Linked DNA regions of Mus musculus: region 1 is linked to region 2. Evidence: chromatin contacts called from public HiChIP or PLAC-seq data. All regions are on one chromosome and are shown on one strand. The core of a region is the stretch at or near the end of the contact, and the rest is flanking DNA. Distances in the headings are between cores, read along the strand shown. Region 1 overlaps Cask (calcium/calmodulin-dependent serine protein kinase (MAGUK family)). Region 2 overlaps 2010308F09Rik (RIKEN cDNA 2010308F09 gene).

Evidence for each region. HiChIP or PLAC-seq counts read pairs in DNA pulled down with a chosen protein or histone mark.
Region 1: a contact with region 2 is called in an H3K4me3 HiChIP or PLAC-seq map of the 230-238 cell line, with 11 read pairs. The contact joins two enhancer-like sites. A contact is called at or near these places in 1 of 15 datasets of contacts at CTCF or cohesin (large pre-B cells), 7 of 484 Hi-C or Micro-C datasets (Th17 cells, bone marrow-derived macrophages, centrocytes and 4 more), 6 of 115 datasets of contacts at active chromatin or transcription factors (the 230-238 cell line, astrocytes, embryonic forebrain and 2 more) and 3 of 9 other capture datasets (adipose tissue, liver and pancreatic islet).

The regions. Positions count from the first base shown.
Region 1 is chrX:13,574,031-13,581,285 of GRCm38.p6, forward strand. The region is part of intron 12 of Cask (calcium/calmodulin-dependent serine protein kinase (MAGUK family)); the gene reads right to left. All of the region lies in intron 1 of Gm34836 (a long non-coding RNA gene), which reads left to right. Among named protein-coding and RNA genes, the nearest start is that of Gm34836, 7.8 kb to the left of the region's middle. Within about 2 kb of position 3,506, at least 74 of the 459 cell types and tissues checked have an H3K27ac peak or open chromatin away from gene starts, as enhancers often do. A contact at or near this core is called in the 230-238 cell line, Th17 cells, adipose tissue and 2 more, where this site is marked.
Region 2 is chrX:13,228,420-13,235,201 of GRCm38.p6, forward strand. It overlaps 2010308F09Rik (RIKEN cDNA 2010308F09 gene), which reads right to left. Exons shown (of 3, transcript NR_045429.1): 3 at 6,222-6,528. Among named protein-coding and RNA genes, the nearest start is that of 2010308F09Rik, 16 kb to the right of the region's middle. Within about 2 kb of position 1,607, at least 357 of the 459 cell types and tissues checked have an H3K27ac peak or open chromatin away from gene starts, as enhancers often do. A contact at or near this core is called in the 230-238 cell line, Th17 cells, adipose tissue and 2 more, where this site is marked.

The sequences.
Region 1 (7,255 bases), core at 2,256-4,755, 350 kb after region 2:
TAAACGTTGTCTTTGCTATTAGACCTCCACCATCATGAATGGGAGCTGTGTCACTGGTAATAAAATCTTGAGAATCCCAAGGCCTTGTCCCAGATCTCCCCAAGAATCTCTGCCATTTGATTAAGAAAGCAGCTGCTGTCCACAAGCATCTTGAGAGGAACAGAAAGGATAAGGATGGTAAATTCCACCTGATTCTGATAGAGAGCAGAAATTACCAGTTGGCTTGACACTAAAAGACTAAGCAGGTGCTTCCACCCAATTGGAAATTGAGTTGTCCACAACCTCTGCTCTGGTGGCATAAATTCTCTTGTGTACAAGAGCAATAAAATCACGTTGGTTAATAATAAAAAAAGAATGTCATCTAAGGCCAACAGGAAGCTGACAGTGCTGGTGTAGAGCTTGCTGCACAGCAGCCAGTGTTCCTTCCACACTCAGCCTAAGCCTTATTCTGCCTACGGAGGCAGAAGCCTGACATGTGTAGGAGTCACAGAATTAGGGAGAGCTCATATTTGATTTTCCCTTCCCCTTCTTGAGAAGGAAAGGAGAGGGACCTACTCTTCCCCCTATAAAAAGTGAAGGGTAGGGAGTCCTCCAGAAAATCTTGTCCCAGAACTGGAAGTTCCAGAGAGTGGAGCTTCTTGCCTTGGTCTCTGGCCAGGGCTTGTCAAGTTGCAGCAAGTTATAGTCCAGTCCTACACTGTTGCACTAGGAAAGATAGCTTTGTTCAGAGAATCCTTGGGGAGGCTCAACATGTGGTATTTTAGGTTAAGCGAAAAATGACTTGTATCTGTTCCTTTAGTATGTGAGGGCTTCCTTTTCTGCCTCACCTGGGATAGCCCACACTTGCAGCACATCTTAAAGTAAGAATGCATGCTTCCTATAAGTCAAAGAAATGTATGAGAGGTAACCTGAGCAAGGTTATTCTGATGGAGTCCTGTCCAAGAGAACTGCCTGAACAGAGCAAGAAGAACCAGAAATAGGAGCTATGAGTAACATCACGGGGCAGGAGACAAGAGTGTGCTGCTGAGGCTAGCTGTACGCTGTGCCAACTATGCCAAGGCTGCAAATTTGCAACCCAGCACCAACACTGGCATGTCTGCTACACCAAGGGCATCAACAACCAAAAAGGAAGTGGCCGTCTAATGTTGGTGATTATAGAACATGCTGTGTAAGGGATTCTTTTTCTTCTCCATGACCCTTGAGTTTTCCAATATAAGGTAACAGGACACAGTGTGTGTTTCATAATTGTTTTCTTCAAAAAATAAAAATTTGAACTTGTATGTAGCGATTATAAATACATATTTGTAAAAAAAATAGAGTAGCACAAAAATAAACACAGCAGAATACTTATTTTAGCTTGTTTCTTTGGGAACCAGATACAATTTCTATTTGATCCTGCTTGCATACTAAAATTTTTTCCCCTGAAATCAAAGACATTTTGTACATATTTATTTTTTTGTGGGTCTTTCAAGTCTGACTTACTAAACAAGTTTTTCTTTAAATATAGAGAAGACCTTAGATATAAATACAATTCTATTTCTCTATTTTAAAGAGAATCCTATAGTCTGGACAAATATCACCCAAGCACCCATGTATTAAAAGGCATAATTGCCAGCTTGTGGCACTAGTGGCAGGTGGTGGAACCTTTAGGAAGTGGGGTCTGGTAGGAAAAGCTAGGTCAGTGGGACTGTGCCATTGAAATAGATGGCAGTATTCCATTCACTTCTTCTCTTTGCTTTTTGTGTGTCATGAAGTGGGTAGCTTCTTCTGCCATAATGTTTTGCTTTCCCATAGGCCCAAAGCAATAGGGAGAACAAATGGAAACCTCTAAAACCGTGAGCCAAAATATTTTTCTTCCTTTTAAGGTGATTATCTCAGGTGTTTTGTCATAGCAACTGAAAGCTGTTCAACAAAGAGGAGAAAACTAATGTCTAGGTATGTGAAATGCTGCACTTAGGGTTACACAAGCAGAGCAGCAGGGCATGAGAGCATGGCCTTCTGGATCACACCAGACCTCTCTGGGTTATGTTAGAATTTAGAAATAGATAACAACTAACAACTCGTGCTAGGAAGGTGCCTTTAGTAATATTTTGGGGGGAAATTGCAGAAAATGCTATTCATAGATCATGGCAAAAATAAACTACATATGATCTGGAAGTTAATCAGTTGCTGGTTTTGTCATGTTAAGTAACTGCATGGTTTTGTCACGTTAAGTAACCTTAATCTTCTCCTGGCCAAAAGGGAACTTTTTAGGTTTTAGGGGCTATCTGGTCTCTGTCACTACTATTACAGCCTGTTGTGTTGTATAAAAGCAGCTGTTAACAATGAATAGACTGTGTTTCAGTAAAATATGTATCAAATAAGTGGTTGGCTGGATTTGGCTTGAGGGTGATAACTTGCAACTTCTGCTCCAGACTTATAAGTTCAAGGTAGACTGGTAACATCAAAATAGATTTTTTTGTCATTTGCATTCCTTAAATCTGAAGATAATAAAGCATATTTATAAGGCTGGCATGCTGAAGGGAGTGGGAGAGGGGATAGAAAGATGTTAATAGATTATTCCTAGAAGGAAGACAAAGATGAGGAGCTCTGGCTGTTTGCATTCTTTTTCTAAAGAAATTAGCTACCCAAGTTCAGCACTACACACACACACACACACACACACACACACACACACACACAAACCACAGACATAGAATCAAGGCAAAAACAAGGAAATGTGAACAGCTGCAAGGGAAACAGGCTGTCTCACACTGTGTCACTCCTAGACAGACGTGCTCCCTGCCAGTCTTTGGCACTGGGTCAGATATGACCACACACAGCTGCACAGACACACTTCACCTCCGCCTTGGAGTCACTGCAACTCCATTGGGAAACTGTATTCTACAGATGGTGCAAACAAAGCAGAGTAAACTCAGTGGCAATACCCAGTTCCTATCTCCTAAGCATGCACTTTCCAACAGATAGATGAAGTCAATCACTTTTACTTTACTTGTAAAGCATTAAAGGCAGCTCCTATTTTAACACAGCATTACATTTCACTCTTGATTTCTTAGTCCTCAAATAGAAATAATTGCTCACATATTCCACATTTAGGTATCTGTTCCATATCTATTTTAAATATTCTATAATTAAAGTTAGTGGGAAGATACTATGAAATAACTATCCCTGGGTTGTGTAGCTCATCAACCTTTTCTTTTTCCACAGAGAAAACCTTATAAAGGACAAGAATATGTACCACTTGAGACAAGATTGTAACTTTTGGAACAAGACTCTAAATATAGATCAATAAATGAAGAGCTTCCTTCTAGAGCTTCAAAGAACAGTTAAGTTCATTAGCGGCCAGTTACTTTAAAGACACTGAAGCAACTTTTTGTTGGAAGATAATTCAAGTTCATTTTTAGCTCCAAAATAATGAAATGTGCCCGCAACTGTAGTGAGACAGATAGTAAGAGTGTGAGAAAGACTATATGAAATGGCAGCCATGAGATGAGAGACAGCCTGTCAGAGACTCCCTTCACAGTCTCAGGGAACAGGAACCAAGTTCCAATATCGTGCCTTAGTGAACTGAGAAGTGCTAGGCAAAAGGACTTTTTTTTTTCACATATTATATATTTGAAATCCATCAAAATGTTAGGGAAAGGCAGGTGACTTAATACTAATATTTAGGGAACTGACAAGCAGCTATCACTTTGAAGATGATTTTTCGAAGTTGTAAACTGGAGAAAAGTTTCAGAGATCTAAACTATATTTTCCTGCCCAAATTAACATACCAACTTGAGATTTTCAGCTTAGATACCTACCCAGGAAGTTTAAACCGCATAGTTCCTGGATAGCCCGGGGAAACCCAACTCTTTAATATAAACAAAACCAAAAATGAAAGTCCCTTTCAGACATTAAAAATGAGATAGTACAGGTCTGAAAGGAATATTGTACATCTTAAAATTGCATTTTCAGAAAAATTGAGGAACTATAAATTTATAAACTGAAAGAAAAATTTTTTACACATCTAAGAATGATTATGCATCATTGTGATTCCACAATTTACAAAATGTTATAAAAGCCACCATGGTGAGTTTTGGGTCAGAAATGTTGACTGTGGGTTAATAACCCTGTCCCTCCCCCTTGAGACCCTGTCTATCTATTGGAGGTAGACTCTTTGAGTTCCCTCTCCCCAATGTTGGGCATTTTGGCTAAGGGCACCCCCATTGAGCCCTTAAGAGTGTCTCACCTCGTGGGTCTCCTGTACATTCTAGAGGGTCCCCCATCTCCCACCCCAACCCCTGAGGCTGCTTATCTCTATTCATTCTCTTGTCACTGGGCTTCTCTCCTGTTCCCCCACATACCTGATCCTGTTCCCCCTTTCCCCTCCCTGTTCCCTCTCCTACTCAGGTCCCTCCATCCCCCTGCCTCTCATGATTATTTCCTTTCCTGTTCTAAGTGGGATTGAAGTCTACTCACTTGGGCCTTTCTGTTTGTTACAACTTCTTATGGTCTATGGGTTGTATTCTAGGTATTCTGTACTTTTTGGCTAATATCCACTTATCAGTGAGGACACACCATGCATGTCCTTTTGGGTCTGAGTTACCTCAGGATGATATTTTCTAGTTCCATCCATTTGCCTGCAAAATTCATAATGAACCGTTCCTGTCTAAAAAAACTGCAGGGACAAAAATGGAGGAGAGACTGAAGGAAAGTCAGTATAATAACTGGCCTAACTTGAGATCCATCCCATGGGAAGGCACCAAGGCCTGACACTATTACTGATGCTATGATGTGCTTACAGACAGGAGCCCAGCATGGCTGTCCTCTGAAAGGCCCTACCAGCAGCTGAGTGAGACAGATGCAGATACTTACACCCAACCAGGGACCCCTATGGTTGAATTAGGGGAAAGATTGAAGAAGCTGAAAGGGAGTGTGATCCCAAAGAAGACCAGTAGTCTCAACTAACCCAGACCCTCAGGAAGCTCCCAGAGACTGAGCCATCAACCAGGAGCATACACGAGCTGGTCCGAGGCCCCTGGCACAAATATAAGCAGAGGTCTGCCTGGTCTGGCCTCAGTGGGAGAAGATGCACTTAATCTTTGAGAGACTTGAGGCCTGAGGAAAGGGGAAGGTCTGGTCGGGGGAGCACCCTCTCAGAGGCAAGGGGGAGGAGGAAATGGGATGAGTAACTCTGGGAGAGGGGACTGAGGGGGTTAGGGTGGGGAACGACTGGATTGTAAATAAAAAAATAAATTTCAATTTTGCTGAGGTATATACCCCCCAATAAAAACCCACTGGGTGATCTTTCTTTTATGGAGTAAATATTTGTCTATCCTATCAGTACCATTTTCTCCCTAAAAACTTATGCATTACAGAATTTTCAAATCTATTTAATTAAAATCTCTCTCTCTCTTCTTCCTCCTTCTCTCCCTTTTTCTCCTTTCTTTCTCACCTCTTTCTGTATGTGACAGAATGTATTCTACATATGTTCAGGTATCCACAGAGTCCAGAAGATAGTGTGAGATCCCTTGGAGCTGGTGTTACAGATGGTTGTGAGCTATTTGATATAGGTGCTAGGAACTGACCTCTGGTCCTCAGGAGAACAGTAAGTAGTCTTAATCACCTTATCAACTCTCTAGCTCCCAGTCTATTTTGAGTAGTTAAAAAGAAGACATTAAAATATTAGTCATACAGATGATTCTCCATTCCATGCATTACTAGAAAATTGAACTTCCATTTCTTTGAACAGCATCACTAAACAAAGCACCTTTTAGAAATCTTAAACCAACCTTGTATTTCATCTGAAGAAGTATGTTATACCACAGAAACTAGTGACTGGAGTAAAGCAGCGATTAGAGTCCTACTCTGGAATTTAGCATATCCTTGGGTAGGGCCCAGCACATACTGAATAGCTTGAACTTGAATTTATTATTGTAGGATCTACTTTAGTATTACAAAGTGAATTTCAAACTCTGGTTTATGCAAATCCATCCAAAACCCCCCAAAACTCCAACCCCCCCAAAAACAGGAGCCACAATAAACCCCTGTAATCCATAGCATACTCAGAGAAGATAGTATATTCTTTTAAAAATGAGAAAGAATATAGGAACCAACTTGGGATCCAGAAAGCGCAATTATGTGATGAATGAACCAAGGTAGAAATCTCTGTGATTGGCATTTTGAGAAGCTGTTTTTTCCTGTACATATTTACCACATAACATGGAGAGTGGGAGAGCGGGAGAAAAAAATGCAATATACACACACAAAATAGACTACTATTCAACCTTAAAAAGAGAGGAAATTTTAATACAACATGGATGATCCATAAGGACCATGATGCTAAATAAAATAGGCTAGTAATAAAAAGACAGATACTGGACTACTGCGGTATCTAAGTGGGTAAAGTTGTTTGTCCCAAGGCCTGATAACCTGAAATTAATCTTCAGAACCCACATGGTGGAAGGAGGCAGTCAACTCCTAAAAAGTGACTTCTGATCCTCATAAATACTATGGCATATATGCACCTAAGTAGCAGGACACACAAACACACACACATTCACACCCACACATACCCATACACATACACCCACATAACTAAAAACATTAAAAAGATAAATTTTTGTGATTCACTGATGTTCTTGGAATAATAACATTGATAGAGACAGTAAGTAGAATTATGACTGTCATGAGCCAAGAGTGAGAGAGGATGATGGTATTGTTTTATGTTTTAGTTCAGTTGAGAAAGATGAAAATAGAAGGTTGCAGTAGTTGAACAGCAATGTAAATGCACTTATCCCTATAGAACTGTATATTTTACAGTGCTGAAAATAGTGCTGTAGAGATGACTCAGCATGGAGAAACACCTGAAAAAATGTTCAACATCCTTAATTATCAGGGAAATGCAAATCAAAACAACCCTGAGATTCCACCTCACACCAGTCAGAATGGCTAAGATCAAAAATTCAGGTGACAGCAGATGCTGGCGAGGATGTGGAGAAAGAGGAACGCTCCTCCATTGTTGGTGGGATTGCAAGCTTGTACAACCACTCTGGAAATCAGTCTGGTGGTTCCTCAGAAAATTGGACATAATACTACCAGAAGATCCAGCAATACCTCTCCTGGGTATATACCCAGAAGAAGTTCCAACTGGTGATAAGAACACATGCTCCACTATGTTCATAGCAGCCTTATTTATAATAGCCAGAAGCTGGAAAGAACCCAGATGTCCCTCAACAGAGGAATAGATACAGAAAATGTGGTACATTTACAC
Region 2 (6,782 bases), core at 357-2,856:
CAGAGGCAGGCAAATCTCTGAGTTCAAGGCCCGCCTGGTCTACAGAGTGAGTTCCAAGACAGCCAGGGCTACACACAGAAACCCTGTCTGGAAAACAAAACAAAACAAAACAAAACAAATAAAAAAATAGAAAAGAAAAACAAGAAAAAAACAAAACAAAACAACAACAACAAAACCAAAAAAAAAAAAAAAAAGTTGAGCCAGGCATGTTGTACAGGCCTTTAAGGGACATTATTATGTTTGTTTTTTCCTGGAGCTGAGGGCTGAACCCAGAGCCTTGGGCTTGCTAGGGAAGTACTCTACCACTGAGCTAAATCTCCACTGTTTTCTTAAAAGCAAATTAAACGGAAACAGGCTGAGTATATAGTTTGAGTAGCAGGTTGACTACGTAGTTAAAAAAAAAAAAAGATTTATATAAGTACACTGTAGTTGTCTTTAGACACACCAGAAGAGAGGGTCAGATCTCATTATGGATGGTTGTGAGCCACCATGTGGTTGCTGGGATTTGAACTCAGGACCTTCGGAAGAGCAGCCAGTGCTCTTACTTGTTGAGCCATTTCACTGACTACATAGTTTTAAATGGTCTCAAAGCACTTTTTTGTTTTGTTTTGTTTGTTTTTGTTTTGTTTTGTTTTGTTTTGTTTTACGAGACAGGGTTTCTCTGTGTAGCCCTGGCTGTCCTGGAACTCACTCTGTAGACCAGGCTGGCCTCGAACTCAGAGATCTGCCTGCCTCTGCCTCCTGAGTGCTGGGATTAAAGGCATGTGCCACCATGCCCGGCTCAAAGCACATTATTAACTTGGTTCAATGTCTAGCAAAAGTGCAGTTTCTGAGGACCAGAGGGATTTTCAGAACAAGCTGTTGTCTTCGTGTTTCTATTGCTGTGAAGAAAACATTATGACCAAAAAACAAGTTTGAGAAGAAAGGGTTCATGTGGCTTACGCTTCCAGATCACAGTCCATCATGAAGGAAGTCAGGACAGGGACTCAAGCAGGGCAGGAACCTTGGAGGCAGGAGCTGATGCAGAGGTCATGGAGGGATGCTGCTTACTGGCTTGCTTCCCATGCCTTGTTTAGCTTGCTTTCTTATAAAACCCAGGACCACCATGGGCTGAGCTGTTCCCCCATTATCACTAATTGAGAAAATGCCTCACAGCTGGATCTCGTGAAGGCATTTCCTCAAGGGAGGCTCCTTCCTCTCTGATGACTCTAGCTTGTGTCAAGTTGACACACACACACACACACACACACACACACACACACACACACAAAACCAGCCAGTATAGCTGTTTCCACAAAAGACTGAAAAAAAAAAAAGAAAAGAAAACCCCCACCCAAGTCTAGTTTAGTGGACCAGTGAGCTGATCTGGCTTACTTAGAGGCATATGGGGCAGGGGTTATTTTTGGGAGCAGGGGTGACTCCAAAGCAGCTGTATCACCCAAAACATGAAAACTGCATCTTGAAGCTTCCTTGGCGACTGGCAAGCAGCTTAGCTGGCTGGACAGGGTGCTCCCCCAGAAATTATTACTACCTGTATAACCTGTGGGGCCTTGTGGACCCTTTAATTTTCAGTCCTGTAGGGGGCAGTGTGTGTGTGTGTGTGTGTATGGGGGAAGTTCAGATATCTTGGAATGCCATGGAACTAGGGAAAAGAGTGGATTATAGGTACAGGCATTAATGGACGCTCTCTGCCCATCCTGGTTTGTGCTTCTGTTTGTTTGTTTGAGACAGGATCTCACTTTGTAACACAGGCTGGTCTGCAGCTTACTATGTAAACTAGCTCAAGCTCACAGCAATCCTCCAGCCTCAGCCTCCCAAGTGTTGGGATTCCAGGTGTGCATCGCCCTGCTCAGATTATGGTCTCTTTCTGGAGCAAGGCCTCTGCGTCATAGACAGGCTTCACTTTGTGAAAATTCAGCTATGCATGTACGATGTATATTCCATGGCTCTCACATCTACATTAAAGTTAAAAAAAAAAAAAAACCAACAACACAGAGGGCTAAGGCTGTAGCTCAGCGGTAGAACATCTAGCATGTACAGGGTCCTAAATTCCATTTCCAGCAGCACAGAAAAACCCTCCCCCTTCAAGCCCACAGCAACAAAACAAAGTAGAGCACAATTCACGCAAAGTGACAATATCCATTTTTCAGGTACACAAACGAAGAGTCAGATATAAATCCACCCTCCATAGCCCTGAGCACTGCATCATTTGTTAGCAGGCACTTCCAAGGGCAACTACGGTATTAGGCGGCTTATATTGTGTCCTTTCCTTTCTTTTCAGGTAAACCGTCATGGCGCAAACTGAGCATGCTCAGAGTCATTCCTGTCTATCTCTTTAAATTTTTTCAAACATGCGGTCACAACCTTACACGGAGTATGCCTAAACGTGTATTTCTTAACTGAGCATGCTCAGAAATGGCCTCCGTCATTGAGCATGCTCAGAGGTGTACTCCCCAACTGGGCATGCTCGGAATTGTGCTCCTTGCTCTTGCATATTTATTATAGGCCAGCCCCTACATGAATATGTATAGACTCCTTGAACGTGGTCCTCACGCTTCCTTTGTTCCTGGGGACCTCGCTTTTCAGTAACTCCCCTCCCTCGACTCTCCTTGCCTGCAGCGAGTAACAAACCTTCTCCCATCTTTCAGGCTGAGCTTGTTTGGGCTTTGTTCTTACCACGACGGGATCTGAGTCCATGGCCTCTAGTTACAGGTTAAACCCGTTGAAGATTGAAAATAATTTGGGGGAAAAAAGATTTCATCTCTGCTGAACATGTGGAGAGATTTTATTCCTCCCTGAACAGCTGTCCACGTTTGCACTCACCATGCCTTCTTTGCATATTTTTAGAAAAAGTATAGGGAAGGATAGTCACAAGTTATTAGCAAATACCATGCTATTCTCCTTTATTTAATTGCCTATTTATTTAAAGTCAGGGCTTCATGTGTCCCTGGCTGGCCTTGAACAGCCGAGCCTCCTGTGTCCGGTTCAAAGTGTGGCAGTTACAGAGATGCGCACTCAGACTCAGTTTCTTACACCATTTCCTTTGAAAGGCGCCAGCACCTGTGGACCTTGGATCTTTGTGGACCCGGTGCCTCAGTGCGTCATATGGCTTGCCTGTGACATCTAAGGGATAGGACAGGTCACGAAAGGGTTTACCTATCACGGGGGAGGTCCTGGGTTTAATCCCAGCGCCTCAGAACAATCACCACCAAGTTGGGTTGGGGGTGTAGCTCAGTGGGTAAAGTGCTTGGCACCACGCTAATCCTCAGCCCTCCAAATAAACACCTGTGGGGAGAAAGGATCTCAGTGGACAGGGATTACAGTGAATAAAAGAGAGGGGGGTGGGGGGGGGCACACCTCTAATCTCAGCCCTGGAGAGGTGGAGGGTGCAGGCAGGACAATTAGAATTCAATGTTATTTTCAAAGTAGTGAGTTCAAGGTCAGCCAGGACTCTGTGAGACTGTCTCAAAATAAAGTGAGGACTTTAAGCAGACCATTGCTGCTAATATGTCACATAAGCACAGGAATACTGTTAACTTGAGCTCATCTCTGAACCCAAGCCAAACCAGTTCTACTTGTGATCCCACCATTCAGAGGGGCCCACTGCAGTCCTGATGGTTTCTTTCTGTTGTCTATTGCTCCAGTTTCAAAGTTTCTAGGCAGGCACTCCCGCTCTGAACCTATCCCCCCCAGGTAGAACTGGCACTCATTTTCATTTTCATTTGGAGTGTGTGTGTGTGTCATGTGCACGGGTGAACATTTGTGTGTGCGTCTGTGTGTGTAGGCCAGACATCAGGAGTACCGCTCACCTGAGCTTTTGAGCTAGGGTTTCTTTCTTTCTTTTTTTTTTTTTTAAAGATTTATTTATTATTATATGAAAGTACACTGTAGCTGTCTTCAGACACACCAGAAGAGGGAGTCAGATCTTATTACGGATGGTTGTGAGCCACCATGTGGTTGCTGGGATTTGAACTCTGGACCTTCAGAAGAGCAGTCGGGTGCTCTTACCTACTGAGCCATCTCACCAGCCCGAGCTAGGGTTTCTTAATGTTGCCAAGCCCCAGGGATGGATCCATCTACATGGTCCATCCTACACCACCACACCTGGCTTTTTAACAGATCCTGGGGCTCAGAGTCAGGTCTCCATGCTTGCATGATAAGCAGCTTATGAACCGAGCTATCCAATTAGCCCCTGAACCATTTTTGCCTTTTAAACATTTGATTATGTGTGTGTGTATGTATATATGTACTTGACAGCTGAGCAGAGGCTAAAGGAGCCACTTCCAAGATGGCCATCTCATGAGGGTTGAGCCCTTGGTGTCTCATGACACATATTAGACTAAGCACTCTGAGAGGGAACAAAATATGGGAAGGGTTCCAATGTCTTTAATAAACTATCCCCAACCCCCCTTTTGGCTTTTTTATTTATTATATCTAAGTACACTGTAGCTGTCTTCAGAAAGCACCAGGAAAAGGTGTCAGATCTCATTACGGATGGTTGTGAGCCACCATGTGGTTGCTGGGATTTGAACTCAGGACCTTTGGAAGAGCAGTTAGTGTTCTTAACCACTGAGCCATCTCTTCAGTCCCCCTTTTGGCTTTTCAAGACAAGATTTCTCTGTGTAGCCCTGGCTGTCCTGAAACTCACTCTGTAGACTAGGCTGGTCTTGAACTCAAGAGATCTGCCCTACCTCCAAAGTTCTGGGATTAGTGGTGTGTGCCACCACCACCAGGCTAATAGTTTTGGTTTTGAATGACTTTATGAAGTACATAGCAAACCAAAGTAAAATAATAAATAGTGAGAGACAGGTAATTGGTTGACAGAGAGCAAAACATCATTAACCGGAGTAATCAAAAATTCCAGCAAACCAGTGTCGTAGTAGTTTGCTATTAATTCCTGCACTCAGAAGGCAGGGGGTGCCTCTCTGTAAGTTCTATGCCAGGCTGGTCTACACAGAGAGTTCCAAGCCAGTCAGAGCTATATACAGTGACACCCCTCCCTATAATCAGACAGGACAACAAACCCCAGCAGAAATCCACCTTGGGAGGGGAGGCAGCCAGCTGGAGTTCCCAACTGTGCTTTCTTATGGGGATTGAGCTTCCCATGGGGCAAACCTTGGATGGAAACGGCTTACCTCCTAACTGCCTTCAAGGACATGCTGGCTTTACTCTTGGCCTATTTTTCTGTTCTCTTTCCTCCCTATCACAGATTTAGGGGGCTAAGCTAAATCTCCAGACAAGGGGTCTTGGAGGACACTTGACATAATATGAGTCTGAAATGGGTCTGCTTGGCTCTAAAATGGAGGGTTCAATCCGACTTCCAGAGCCAGCTTGTCAGTGAGCTCAAACAGTACAAGACTTCTGTTACTGTGATAAGATATCAGAACCAAGAAGGAGATCAGGGAGGTATTGTAGCACATGACTTTAATCTAGCATATGGGAGGCATTGACAGGCTAATCTCTGGGAATTCAAAGTCTATATAGTTTTAGGACAGCCACAACCCAGCCCACCCCACGCTCACAAGAAAGGAGAAGAAGGAAGAAAGGAAGGAAAGAAGGAGGAGAAGGAGAAGAAGAAATAATTTATTTGGGATTTCTGATTTCAGGGGATTCATGATTCAGGAGTTCATGGTGGCAGAGTAGGAGCGCCAGTCACATCTTTAAGCAAAAGCAGGAGGCAGAGACCACACTAGGGACCATTTGAGTCTTTTGGACCGCAAATGGGGGACCAAGCATTCAAACATATGAACCTATGGAGGGTGTTCTCATTCCCACCACCACATCAATTCACCAAATTAATGTACATGACACACAGCAAAAGGCCTGTCCAGGAAAGCCTATCCAGAACCCTTCACTGACATGTCAGCGCTCATCTCCAACTGCTAGGAGGCTGGGAAACTCTAAGCTGCAGGACTGGTGATGAGGAAGGCAGAGACGAGGGCGATCATGTAGGGATGTCTATTGCTGTTTCAGTGGTAGAGCGCTTGCCTAACATGCTTGAGTTCTGGGTTCTATTCCTAGCACCACACATACACACAGAGAGAAGTCATTTGGTCTTCCATGATACTTTACTTGGAATGTGAGGGCTCTTAATGGGAAAAGGTGGGCATTGTGGCCTATGGAAAGGAACTTGCCCTTGTTTTTAGGTTGATGTTCTGGTACTCAGGCGCCATATCAAAATTAAAACCACCCCCCCCCAAATAAAACCAAACCCCAAATTCACCAAAATATATATTTAAAATTTATCTCATTTGAAGCAATGCTGTTCTTTTTAAATTCATGATGTATTTATTGGGATAATTCCCCACTCATCTTCAACCAAGGTGCTTTGAGTGCTGTGTCCTGCAGGCGCAGACAGCCTTGCTTTTTCTTCTGTAGGCTGACAGGGCAGTACAGCAGCCAGCACACGAGACTGCCCTTTGTTTATGGCTGAAGACTGGGTTGATTTTATGACATCCTGGGCACTTCACGGCCATTAATAGGAGTTGCAGTTCTGTATCAGGCCCCACTTCTGTTTCCTGTTCTCTTCTGGAGAGGGATAAAGGAAATACTTTGCAAAAGGCATATCCTCATAGGTCTGAAAGAAAGTAATGTATTCTCTAATAAAATTAGTCTTTAAAAAATCCAAGCAGGGGACTAAAGAGAGCTCAGCCATTAAGAGTATGTACTGCTCTTGCACACGTTCCAGAGTCTATTCCCAGCACCAAAACGTCAGCTTGCAGCTGCCTGGAACTCCAGTTCCAGGGGATCTGGTGCTCTCTTCTGACCTTTGCTTGCTCCTG